Regions from separate parts of the Mus musculus genome. Here region 2 is linked to region 1. A link is a contact called in public HiChIP or PLAC-seq data. All regions are on one chromosome and are shown on one strand. The core of a region is the stretch at or near the end of the contact, and the rest is flanking DNA. Distances in the headings are between cores, read along the strand shown. Region 1 holds the start of Ssh3 (slingshot protein phosphatase 3). Region 2 holds the start of Ccs (copper chaperone for superoxide dismutase).

Region 1 (6,244 bases), core at 1,689-4,188:
AAAGTAGGTCCCAGCACCGCCCCACTGTTCAATGCCTGCCTCCCCATTCTTCTCTCTCCCCTCCTGTTGCTGCCTCTTACCCATCGCCGTCCAGGTACACCTGGGTATCACTCCAGAGGGGCAAGACCAGGCCCAGGGTGCAGCTGTGGGAACTGGCAGGGGACAGGAGAGCCATTGTTCCTCAGCACCTCACAGCCTTGGCCCAACCCTTCTCTCCCTGCTCCTACCTGCTGTCAGGGAAGTCCACCCCAAGCAGGATGGCCTCCTCACTCAGTTCTTCTCCCGTGGATACTACCAGCAGGTAGCGAAGTCTGGGGGGTCGGGCTGCCTCCAGCTGGGCTGCCTAGAAAGATGGAAGAGGCCCTGAATTATAGGAGCTCCAGGATCTGTTTCTTCACTCCACATGGACACAGCTCACATCTTGACAGCCCCTGTACCACCAATTCCTAGACAGAAGATCAGTGGCTACTGGAGAATATAGTGGTACTCCTTTTTTGCAGTTTGTGACTCAACAAACTGTCTTTTGAAGTCTGACCCCCAAAACTGTGCTACTTCTGGCAGTTTCCGCAAGAGAGTATCTGAGTGAGAAGGCGGCCATCCTTCTTGCGGCCTTCAAGAGACAACTGAACTAAGGGTCTTCTGGAAGAACGGTCAGAACTCTTAACCCCTGAGCCACCTCTCTAGCCCTGCTACTAGCAAATATTTTATTTGAGAAATGCCTCCTACCACAGATATTAATCTTTGTTTTTGTGGTGCTAGGAATTAGATGTAGGGCCTCACACATGCTAGAAAGATTTCATCTTATAATGGCTTAGAACAACATTCCTGGGGCTGGAAAGATGACTCAATGGTTAAAAGCATTGGCTAATCTTCCAGAGGACCCAGACTCAGTTCCCAGCACCCACATGACAGCTCACACCAGTCTGTAATTCCAGTTCCAAAGCTTCTGATACCTTCACACAGACATACATGCATGCAAAACACCAAAACATGTAAGAAAAAAGACAAACAACAAAACCCTAGGGCTTCTGTTCTAAACAGCTTTTCCAAAGCTCGAATCTTCTTCATTCTTTGCTGCCAACAAGAAGTGTCTGCCTCCACACACTTTCTGGAGCTGGCCCTTAGGTTCCAGGGGATCCCAGACTTCTTGGGTGCTCTGGTCGCCTGACTGGCACTTAGCTGCCAAGGCGTACTACACAACCCTGGGAGTATGAGTCCATCTCTGGGCAACTCACTAGTATCAACAGAGGCCTCCTGTGGATTAACAGAGACCTCCCTCATATAACCCCAGCTCTTGGCTCACAGGGGACAAACCTCCCTTGTCCATTCCCAGCCCTCCAGAGACAGATATGCCCTTGCCTTGCTGTCTCTAGATGAAGTGGCAGAGTTGTTGTGGCCCCAGATCTCATAGCACTGATCTTAGATAGACATGAGCTCCGGGTGGTTCCTTACCAGGCGGATATCATCCTGCGGCCTCAGCAGCTCCACCATGAGGTGCAGGTGCCGCTTTTGCACTTGTTTCCAGGGACTCTGGAGTCCTTGCCCTTTGTCAGTCTGGTCCTCGGTGGGCTGTTCCTCACCTGAGGGTTCCTCCATTGGCTCAGAGTCAGCCTCAGATGCAACATTACTGTCCCCTCCATCCTGAAGTCCCAGGACAGCCCCTCGGAGCACCGCAAAACTCTGCCTGGCAGAGCGATGGGGACATGGTTCAGGTCATAGGTTTTCAAACTTTAGGGAGGCTGAGTCCCCTGGCTGGCGGAAGTGGGCTGCTGGCCCGCTCTCCAGAGTCAGATGGGCCGGAGTGAGGCACAGTTTGCACTTTTGTAACCAGGACCCTGATAGCGGTAGGCACCTAGAGCCAGCCTTGGGCTCTCAGGCTCCTCCTCACCTTGTTTTGCACCTTTGGAATGTGTTCCTTTTCGGGGTGGACTCAGATGCTATAAACTTGTTTAAGCACTTATACTCCTTCAGGTCCCATCCTGCCCTTGGTCCTGGGATTACTGGGCGAGCCAAGGTCCAGGTAATGTGTGAAAGCATCTACTGGCCAGGGCTAAGTTAACCATGCTGGTTCTTCCACAAGCCAGAGATGTGATGTTTGCCAGCTCCACCCACAGCATCTGCCTCCCACCTAAGCATGAGTTTATCTGACAATACTTAAGTGAGTCCTTGGTCCAAGCAAGACATCAGGAGTCCACAATGGCAGCAGCTAGGCCACAGGCTATAAGGAAGCATTTGTCAGACAGAACTCACCTGCGCTGGAGCCGGCCTCTGCGTCTTACCACTCGGTCCTGCTGAGAAAGCAGCCCGGGAATAGAGTAAGAGAGCAGCTTCCAGGACAGGAAGCACCCAAAAGCCTCTCCTCTTCCTACAAGGGAGCGCTAGGTGGAAAAGAAATCTCTTTCCTCTGAAGCCGCTCCCCTCCAACAGGCCCCAGAGAAACCCGGCCTAAGTCCAGGTACAGCAGTGCTGCAAGGATAGGGGGTTGCAGAGTGTGGGAGGTATTTGGGCAGATCTGGGCTTCAACAGACCCGGGCGGTTCTCAGGATTCCGCATCTACCTACGTCGAGCTCCTGGGAGCCTCAGGGCCTCCCAAGTGCCTTAAAACGTGAGACTCAAGGTCCCCCTCCGCCTACTCCCAGCCGTCTGCTAGGGGCAGGACTTGCTCCCTAAGGCCTACCTTGGCAGCCAACTGTAAGAGCGTAAAACCAAGCTAAACTCACCGTGGGTCCCACAGGCGTGGAGTGGCCACTTGCCGGCGGCGAGCGACTCACTGTGACCAGCGCCATAAGGTAGGCAGGCCCGGAACACCTGGGCGAACACCCGGCACGACCCCTCCCTCAGCCTTACGGTCAGTCCCTGCCTTCGCACAACCAGGAAGAAGAGATTGGAGCCACCAGGGCCTGGCACCTCCTCGGGAGCGGCCCTTAAAGGGCCCGACTCATGACCAGTCTGGTCGCGTAGAGCTGGTACCGAGCGACAGCGGCCCCGCCCCTGCGGTCTCGGTTCAGCTTGCCCCGCCCCGACCGCGCTAGAGGCGTGGTCAAGGGCGTGGCGCAGGTGAGCCCAGACCTCACTTTCCCTGCTTTGGTCGCTTTGCCCACAGAAGGCTTTCAACCCTTCTTGCTGCACCCAGTAAGACTTGGACCCCCACTGTTTGGTTTATGCTATGGTTTCTTGGAAAGGAAGGAGCAAGGGCAACAGTTTTGTTTTTGAGACAGGGTCTCACTATGTAGCTGACAGACCTGAAACTCATTATATAGAGCAAGTCGCCTAAAACCCAGAGATCCACCTGCCTCTGCCTCCCAAGCACTAGAATTAGAGGCATGCGCCACCATACCTGGGAGGCAATGGGTCTTAAATCTACCACCCCATTCCAAACTTGCTCTCTTTTCTGCTTGGCTGTCATTCCTCTACTCTTGAGAAGATCTGGGAGAACAGAAGGCCTTTTTGGAATTTTTGCAATAGTCCCCAATACCTGTACGCATTTCAGGTCCACCCTAGGGGTGACTAGGACAGGGCTGAGCCCCTTCCCCAGAGAGTGACTTGCTTAAAGGTTCATTCTGGTAGAAAATACTTGAAACAGGGGGAACCTGTGCCTGAGTTTTGGGGATGAGGTGGGAGCTTCCCCCAGTAGGTAGAATAGGAAGACCCAGCCCAGCGGGAGTATGGACCATCAGGCTGGGTGGCAGGCAGAACCTGGGGTTGGGGTAGCATCCAGGGAAATTTCAGAATCTCCAGGAACTCCTGCCCCGTGAGAAGTGGTCTTATTTTCTAGCTGTAGAAATGGAGGCTCCAAAGCTGCTCAGTGCCAGCTCCAGCGAGGACTACCCATCAGTAACCCCATCCAGTGTCCCCTTGGTTCCAGACCACGCAGGACAGCAAGCCTACTGCTGATGGTCTCTTTATTTCCACCTCAGTCTCACTGCTAGCCTATCTTCAGTGCCCAGGTCCCAAGCTCAGCAGCAGACAGTTTATAAATAAATAAATTACAAAACCAGGCAGAAGGCATGGCCCTGGGGAGCCGTCCCAAGGCCAGGCAACTCAGTGCTCTGTGAGTGACAGCTGCAGGATCCGCTGTAAGTCGTCTTCTTCCTGCTGACCCCGTCGCTCCAACTCCTCCTGTTCCCTTGAAGACAACTCCAGGGCCAGGCGAAGCTGCTCCTCAAAGCTTGGGGGTGCAGGGGATGGAGGTGTCTTCTGAGGAGATTCTGGACCCCTGGACTCTGTGGACAGCTGTAGGCTTTCCTGCAGGGCCCTTCAGGGTAAGGGTTGAGGGGAGAGCAGACCAGTGAGAAGGCTTGGGGAGGAGCCAAGCCCATGCAATTTTGAGAACAAGGTGTCAGGGACAGAGACAAGCAGGCCCTCTTTTGGCTCTTCATGCTCCCCACGGTAAGCAGCATTTTGCCATGTGAAGGCATGGAGCCCTTGGATCAGAACTCCCTGGCTTCCCACCCATCACCAGCAGCCAGGGACCCACACACAGTTCCTGAGGGACTCACTGCTCCAACTGAAGCTGCTCTTCAAACACTGTGACTCGGGGAGGAGGGTGAATGCCAGGCCGTGTGTTGGTCAGGGCTTCCCACACCGTCACCTGCAGCAGCCAGAGCCCAGAACTGTCACCTTGGGCCTGTGGCTGTAGAGGCCATGACCCACCTTCCACTTGCATCCCACCTGCTCTGCCTCTGTGCCTGCCTCAAGCAGGCTCTGCTGGATGGCAAACTGCAGCAGGTCGTCATCCTCATCCCGAAGGGGCTCGCTGCGCTCAGCACCCAGCACACTGTATCCCTCGGGCACCTCGAATACAGTGGGGTCCACCTCACATGGAAAAGGGCTTCCTGGGCAGGGCAGCGGAAGGGTCATGTTCAGCCCTAAGGCTGATCAGAGAGCTACCAGCTGTGAATGTCTCCTGTAGCTATAGTCATACCTGAAGCAGAAATGGCAGAACTGGAGTTGGGGACGCACACCGAGCTCACAGGCTCATCACAGCCGCAAAGGTTACTGAAGGTGATGCGGGCATTGAGCACATGGAAGAGGGGAATCTCTGAGGGGAGAGAGCCAGGCTTGAGCTGCCTGCACCCCTCAGTAACCCCAAACCTGAGGAGGGCATCATGCCCAAGTCCTGGTTACCCCCTTGCCTGCCCTCTCACCAATCTTGACAGGGAAGCCTGGTGGGAGACGCAGAGTGATGAAATCCCGTAGCTTGGCAAAATGAGCGTTGCTGATGGCCATCAGGTCAATGATGGGTGTCACCTGGTCACCCAAGGACAGTGGGTGCTCCTCACTTAGCCACAGTGTTGCCTTGAACCTATCCAGCCGACCATAGCAAGTGGGTCAGGGACACACACACACACACACACACACACACACACACACACACCCACACACACCCCGGTGCTTCACCCTTTCTAGTCGCCTGCCTGTGATACCCTTCTCCCTGGTCTGCTCCTATTAACTGTTACCCTCAGGGACTCACTGGCTGGAAAGCCTGGGCAGCCCCTGTCCTGTCCTGGTGCTGATGATGGCTTCATGCCACTCTTTTGAGCTGCACAAGGAAGGCCACAGCCAGCCTGTGGGCTTCTCTTGGGGCCTTGCCTCTGTCCAAAACTAGTTCAGCACTGTGCTGGACACACACACATACAAAAATGTGCTGTTCTTGAGTGTGGAGCATAGCCCAGGGGTTGGGAGCTCTGGGGTGTGAGTAGAGGCACAGGCGCTGCACCGGTATGTTAGACCTGCTGCAAAGCACTGCCACCGTGATTGCATCCACTGTGTCCATGCACATCAGGATGCACATCTGTTTTCCTGGAGAAGAAACCAGACTCCCAGCTGGGAGGGTTATTCCTTGTGATATAAGCCAGTGGACAGCAGAGCTATGGCCCCTTCCTACGCTGCTGTGTTCTGGTCCCTGGTGCATGCTCATAGAACAGAAGAACAAGTCAGGAATCCTGCAGGCCCACTCACTACTTGGACTGTTTGGAGTTGGAGATTAGCCGGAACAAGCCAGATCTACAAAGTGGGACCCTGTATCATAAAGCCCAAAACAAACAAGCAAAAACAAATATATTGGTGCTATCACCTGAGTATGACTTGGGGCCCAGGTGCATGCTAGCTTCTCAGACTGTGGTTAGAGACATGGCTCCCACACTCTGGAGCAAAGTCAAGAGAGGAGCCTACTAGGTGAGCAGATCCCTCACTGTGACATACTCCATGATGACAGGATTCTGCCAGTGCTCCAAGTCCTCGG
Region 2 (6,244 bases), core at 2,593-5,092, 570 kb after region 1:
GAGAGCCAGGATGCTAGAAACGGAACCTGGGTCCTTTAGAAGAGCAGCCACTGCTCATAACTCTTGAGCCGCCTCTCTAGCACCTAGGCTTACTTTATTTTTATTATGTATTTATGTGTATGTTGGAGTGGGTGTGTATGCGAGTGCGGATGCTTGTGGAGTCCGTAAGAAAGCATCAAACCACCCGAAGCTAAAGTTACTGTAACTGTGCCTCCTGACATGGAGCTGGGAACCAAACAGGTCCCCTCAAGACCGGTAGCACTCTGAACCCCTGAACCATCTCTTAGCTACACACCTGTTTTTGAAACATGGTCTCAATTTGTAATTCAAGTTGGCCTTGAATTCACACTCTATCTCAGCCTCTCCAGTGCTAGGATTACAAGCCCAAAACAGCTTTCAGGGCAGGGAAGGGCCATACTGTGGAAGCCAGGTTTGCTTAAACTGTGTTTTGGAATGGTAAGTGAAGAAGATCTGATAGAGTTGGAGCCATTCCACCAAAAAGTAACATATTCCAGGCAAAGTTTTTCCATGGAGCATTCGTGCTGGGGAAACAGTCAGGTGGGACTTTGGTTGAAACAGAGCAATTTTAAGGCCTCCGTAGGCTTCTTAGTCACCAAAAGGAGACTTCAGATAACCATGTTTTCTGGTCTCAGTAAGTGAAATCAACTTGTTTTTTCCTAGCTGAGCAGGAGAGTTTCAGTTTACAGAATACACTGAGAGGGAGAGTTGCCTAAGACTCAGGAAAGCGAGCTTTATTCTCCTTCCAAAGGTCATGGGAGGAGCTTGTCCCTGAAGTCCTTCACATTTGCCCTACAGTAACTGCGCCTTCTGTTTTTTCTCCATGAGCCCTCACTAAAGGCTGGCTTGGCTATACTCCAAGATCCACCTGCCAAACAGACCACCTGCTGCACTACTGGAAGCCCCTCCTCCTTCTGTTTCAGAGTGAGGTGGGCAATTCTAAAGGGGAGAGTCACAGGAACATTCTACTCTGGCCCTCCCACATCCAGAGCACAAAATCAGCTCCTCCTGGGAGATCTTGGGTCTGGGAATCCACGCTATGCCAGGCCAGACCATCAGGACCCATATCTGCTGTGTATGCAAAACACAATCAGGCCTCATCACTTATCCTAGACACCTCACTTCTCCTGAGCCTGCTCCTGAACCCGCTCTATGGACTTCCTGTTTTCTTTCTTTAGTCCAGTGATTCTCAACCTTCCTAATGCTGTGACCCTTTAACACAGTCCCCCATGTTACGGTGATCCCCAACCACTGTTGCTTCTTCATAACATAATTTTGCTACCATTATGAATCGTAATGTAAAATCTGTGTTTTACAATGGTCTTGGGCAAACACCAAAGGGGTCTTGACCCATGTGGGTTAAGAACCGCTGTTTTAATAGCTGTCCACATAGAAGCCAAGGAGATGGTATGTATGTGTGTATGTATGTATGTATTGGTGTGTATATGTGTGGAGTATGCACGCATGTTCTTGAGTGTGTGTATATGTGTGGAGTATGCACGCATGTTCTTGAGTGTGTGTATATGTGTGGAGTATGCACGCATGTTCCCGAGTGTGGTGTCCACCTGTCTTCCTTAATTGCTCTCCACCTGTTATGCTGAGGCAGGTTCTGTCACTTGAACCCAGAGCTCACTGATTTGGTTAGTCTAGCTAGCCAGCTTGCCCTGGGATCCCTGTGTCTATCTTCTGAGGGCTGGGACCACAGGCGGTCTGTCTGCCACGCCAGTCTGGCATAGACACAGGTGCTGGCAATCTGAACTGGACTCTCACACTGATGCAGCTATCACTTCTACTGACTCAGCCATCTTCCTTGCCCCTGGCAAACACATGGTTCACAGACACAGGCACGCAAAACACCCGTACATATTAAATAAAACAGATTTTAAAAATAAACCTAAAAAAAAAAAATCATCCCAAGCCAGGCAGATGGCTTAACGGATGAACTTTTCGGGTTTGGTTCTGCTTTTTGGTTTGTTTGGGTTTTTTGTTTTTTGTTTCTTTTTGTGCTTTTTTAAAAAAATTATTAATTTTATGTATGTGAGTACATACACACCAGAGAGGGCATCAGATCCCACTACAGATGATTGCTGGAAATTGAACTCAGGACCTCTGGAAGAGCAGTTAGTGCTCTTAGTTGCTAAGTCATCTCTCCAGCCCTGGGTGAACTGTTCATGCTACACAAGACAGCTGGAAGCAGAGAACCAGCTCTGGAGTTGTTCTTGACCTCCACATGCACAAGCCCTCCTCCAAGCACATCATGCACACACTCACTAATAATAAATCAAATAATAGTTCCAGGTCAGGTGTGGTGGCGCACGCACGCACGCACAACTTTCATCTCAGCACTCGGGGGTAAAGGTAAGCAGATCTCTGTGAACTGCAGGCCAGCCTGGCCTACATAGTGAGTTCCAGGAAAGCCAGGGCTATGTGGAGAAAGACCTTATCTCAAAATAAAACAAAACAATCAGTCCCCTCAATCGTCCTCCTAAAACCCCACCTTTGCCTGTAAGCTTTTCTCCTCTTTCCTCTTACAATCCCCTGAAATTGAGTGGGCTCTCACTACAGGCTCAAGACTTGTATCAACTAATTCACTCCTCATGACAACACTGAGCTATGAACACTGTTCAAACACTGAAGAAACAGAAACACAGAAAATAAGCACGAAGCTGTACATCTGTGGAACTATACGCACTGGGGTTCCCCACCCCACCCCTGCCAGTGTCCTGGCTTCAGACTCTCATCTCCTTCTTTCCCTTTGCCACCATGGCTTCCCAAGGAAGTGTTCTAGGAGCGCTCCTTTGCCAAAGCTTATACGATCTTTACCTAAGCATAGGGGTAAACATTTTCCCTCAGAAACCCCCAGTGTCTAATCTATACTGGCTGAAAGGTTGAATGAACATTTAACAGAATCCAAAACAGCCAGTTTCTAGCGTCAGGAAAATGACTCTGCCTTTCATATCTTTCCTCTTCTGCCAGGTCACCCACCTGCAGACCTCCTGGCTTAAAGTCCCTGAATTGGGCCAGGGATGTTGTCTGCTTTCTCAGAACTGTTCTATTTCCCAAGCCAGACCTCAAATGCCCGCCCCCCTCCCCCTCTAGAATGCCCTTGGTAGGAAGTGCTCTATACTCTGGCTAGTTCCATGCTGTTCAGCAGCTGGACAGGCAGTTTGTACTAGAAGAAAGCTCTGGCTAGGCAAAGCTTGAGGCCTATACTCTAGGCTCTGCATCTCCCGGACTCTGAGAAACTTCCTTTCATTCTTTCTGCATCTATGCAACCGGAATACGGCTAAACACAAACCCCTGGCTGATCCCAGAAAGATTGTCTACTCTTACCTGCCACCCCTTTCAGGGTCTTGTGCACAGCATCCACACAGCTCTGACAACTCATCTGCACTGCAAACTCCAACTGTAAGGGAAGCAAGGCCAGGGCACATGTCAGACATGATCCTTACTCGCCACCTCATCCCCTATGTCTCTTTGCACACATTGCACTTGACTTCTCTTCAAATTCCTCCTTTATTATCTCATGAACATTCCAGGATCGCGGTCTTTACCACCAACCCCCCTCCCGTGAGGGGCATCTCCGTCCTAACCCCGGAATTTCACCTCCCCAGGAGCCTGTTCTTTCCTGGCTTCCCAAGATATTGATCACCCCAAGGGCTGAAGTTATGCGAGGCTCCACATGAAGCTTTCACTCACCGCACACACAGTCCCACCGTCCCCCGACTTCGAAGCCATCCTAGCTGTTGTCACTGCCTAGGCCGCACCGAACCGGTAGGGTCCAGAGACCAACACAACTCTACTTTGTGGGATGGGCGGAGTCTCGGAGGCCGCCCTTAGCTCCACCTCCTTGGCGCGTGCGCTCCCTAGGCTGAGGCCTCTGAGCTGTCCGGTAGTGCTACCGGCTGCGCAGGCGCATTGATGCAGTTTCCTTAGTAACCATTTGGCGTCCTCTACCCGCTCAGCCGGAACCACCTGGTAAAGATGGAACCACACAGTCAGGAACCTGACCTCAAGCCGATTTACCACCGGTTGCTGAGTCCGCTGTCGCTCTTCCCCAGCAAGGCGAAGCCTCCTCCAGAGCCTCCGAAGCGCCCCTCTCAAGATGCCACGCCCTTGCAATCCATCCCGCTGGCGAAGCTGAAAGTTGGGCCGCTGTGCCGCCAAGTGTCCAAGCGGCTAGCAAGCAGCGGGCGGGCGGCACGAGTAACTGCCAAGGACCGACTTCGTCTCACTGAGGTTATTCTAGAAGAGCTGAAGTGCAACTGGCGGGAACCTCCTATAGAACCCATTCTGGACTACGAAAACAACCAGAAGCTGCGGCAGCGGCTCGAGTCCTACGTGCTGATCAGTAGTGAGCAGCTCTTCGTACGCTACCTGCACCTGCTGGTGACCCTGCCGACCTCTAGAAGGGTCTTCACTGAATCAGCCACCCTCAGCCGGTTGGCAGTAAACCTTGCCAGGGATTGCACAGTTTTCCTCACCAGTCCTGATGTCTATCGCTGTCTGCTGGCTGATTTTCAGACCCTGCTAAATTTAAAGCACGCCCAGGGAGGCATAGTCAAATTGCGTCCTCCTCCCTGTCCCCCTGGGACTTTCAAGCTCTGTCCAATCCCCTGGCCTCACAGCACTGGCTTAGACCACATGCCGTGCTCTAGCCTCAACCTGAACTACCTTGTCCAACTCAGCCGCCCATATGATTTCCCCAGTGAGCCCGAACCTGATCCAGTGGAAGAGTTGAAATCCATCCCCCAGCTGAAGAGTAGACAGCAGCTCCTCTGGGTGCCCTCCATGATAAAGGATAAAGAAATTGAATCGAGACCCTCACCGATGGTACCACTGCCTAGTCATTCTCCCAGCAGTGAGAGTCACCAATTCCCCACCTCACCAGTCCATTCCTGGCTCCAAAGGGGCCAGTCCATGCCTTGTCTTCATGAGGGGTGGAGTCTGGCAGATGAGTTGTGCCTTCTTCCTCCCTCTCCTCATCCCCTCACCCCGCTGATCTTGGCTTCAGAGAGTAAACCACTGCCATTCCGGGACATAGTGGCTGAGGATCTGAAGCAGAAAATGAAGATCATGAGAATGGAGTGGAGTCGATACTCCCTGCTGGACTCTGGCCTGCCTCCCCTCCTCGGGGTCCTTACCCGGCGCCTAACTGCCCAGCACCACCTAGAGAAACTGCAGCAAATGATCAAAAGCCTGCAGGAGGAAGAAGCCTCCGGAAAGTGGGATCTCCAACCCCCGAGAATCATCCCACTACACCCACAGCCAGTCACTGTTGCTTTGAAGGTACATGATCAAGTTATAGTCCAGGTAGCTACTGTGCAACTCTCTGAAAGATACTTTAACGACTCTTTCCACGTTGAGGGGGCTGGAGTCCTATACAACCATCTGACTGGGGAACTGGATGGTAAAGCCATTGAAGAAATGGATGCGGATCGTCTTGTTGGGAACACCACCGGAGAGGTCTACAAGGAGTTGATGAGCCGAGTCTCTGTTAGTCACTTATCTTTTGAGGAAGGAGACCAAATTGAGCCTTCAGCAGATAAAGATTGGTCCTCCTACTTGGCCTCATCTTTTCTACACCAAGATAAACATATGCCAATCATCAACCGTAATCTGGTTGGATTTTACTCCAGAAGAACAAGCACTCCGAAGCCAGTCCCTGAGAAGGTGCCCTCTCTCACATTACTCCCAAGGCACAAAAGCTGGGACAAGCGACCAAACAGACACGGTGTATGGATGAATTGGCTGAAACCCTCGGTGTCTTCAGAGGACTACTTCAAGTACCTCTCCTTTCAGGAGTCGGATTTCCTCCACGTCATCTTCCAAATGTATGAAAAAGAGGCTCCTGTGGAGGTACCAGTCCCTGTCCAAGAGTACCTAGATATTCAGCAACCCCCTCCCCTGCTGCAAGATGAAGAGCTAGAGTTCATGCAAGGAAAATGGGATTGGAGCTCAGTGATAGAGGATGGCTCAGGACCTGGGAGAGCCTACATTCATAACTTGCAGCAGCGTCTCAAACGACTGTGGGTCATGTTGGAAGTCCCTGAACAGAATCGGCTAGACATGGTTATTAAATACAGCTCCAATGCACGCCTGCAACAGCTACCAGCATTGATCAAGGCTTGGGAGCAGGTCCTGAAGCCCATTCAAAAGAGGGAGTCGTTGCTAGGAAGACTGGAGTGGTTTGAGCAACAAGCCTCTGATCCCAATCGTTTCTTCC

The links. HiChIP or PLAC-seq counts read pairs in DNA pulled down with a chosen protein or histone mark.
Region 2: a FOXA1 HiChIP or PLAC-seq map of pancreatic cancer cells shows a contact between it and region 1. The contact joins the promoter of Ccs here to the promoter of Ssh3 in region 1. A contact is called at or near these places in 1 of 15 datasets of contacts at CTCF or cohesin (the NIH/3T3 cell line), 1 of 115 datasets of contacts at active chromatin or transcription factors (pancreatic cancer cells) and 1 of 9 other capture datasets (pancreatic islet).

Annotation. Positions count from the first base shown.
Region 1 is chr19:4,266,295-4,272,538 of GRCm38.p6, forward strand. Ssh3 (slingshot protein phosphatase 3) reads right to left here and starts at 2,939. Exons shown (of 14, transcript NM_198113.3): 1 at 2,721-2,939; 2 at 2,251-2,291; 3 at 1,453-1,684; 4 at 228-343; 5 at 81-152. The coding sequence starts at 2,786. Ankrd13d (ankyrin repeat domain 13 family, member D) reads right to left here. Exons shown (of 15, transcript NM_026720.2): 11 at 5,148-5,305; 12 at 4,925-5,041; 13 at 4,672-4,835; 14 at 4,500-4,591; 15 at 3,886-4,255. The coding sequence ends at 4,042.
Region 2 is chr19:4,835,480-4,841,723 of GRCm38.p6, forward strand. Ccs (copper chaperone for superoxide dismutase) reads right to left here and starts at 3,843. Exons shown (of 8, transcript NM_016892.3): 1 at 3,718-3,843; 2 at 3,352-3,424. The coding sequence starts at 3,756. Ccdc87 (coiled-coil domain containing 87) reads left to right here and starts at 3,887. Exons shown (of 1, transcript NM_207268.3): 1 at 3,887-6,244. The coding sequence starts at 4,003.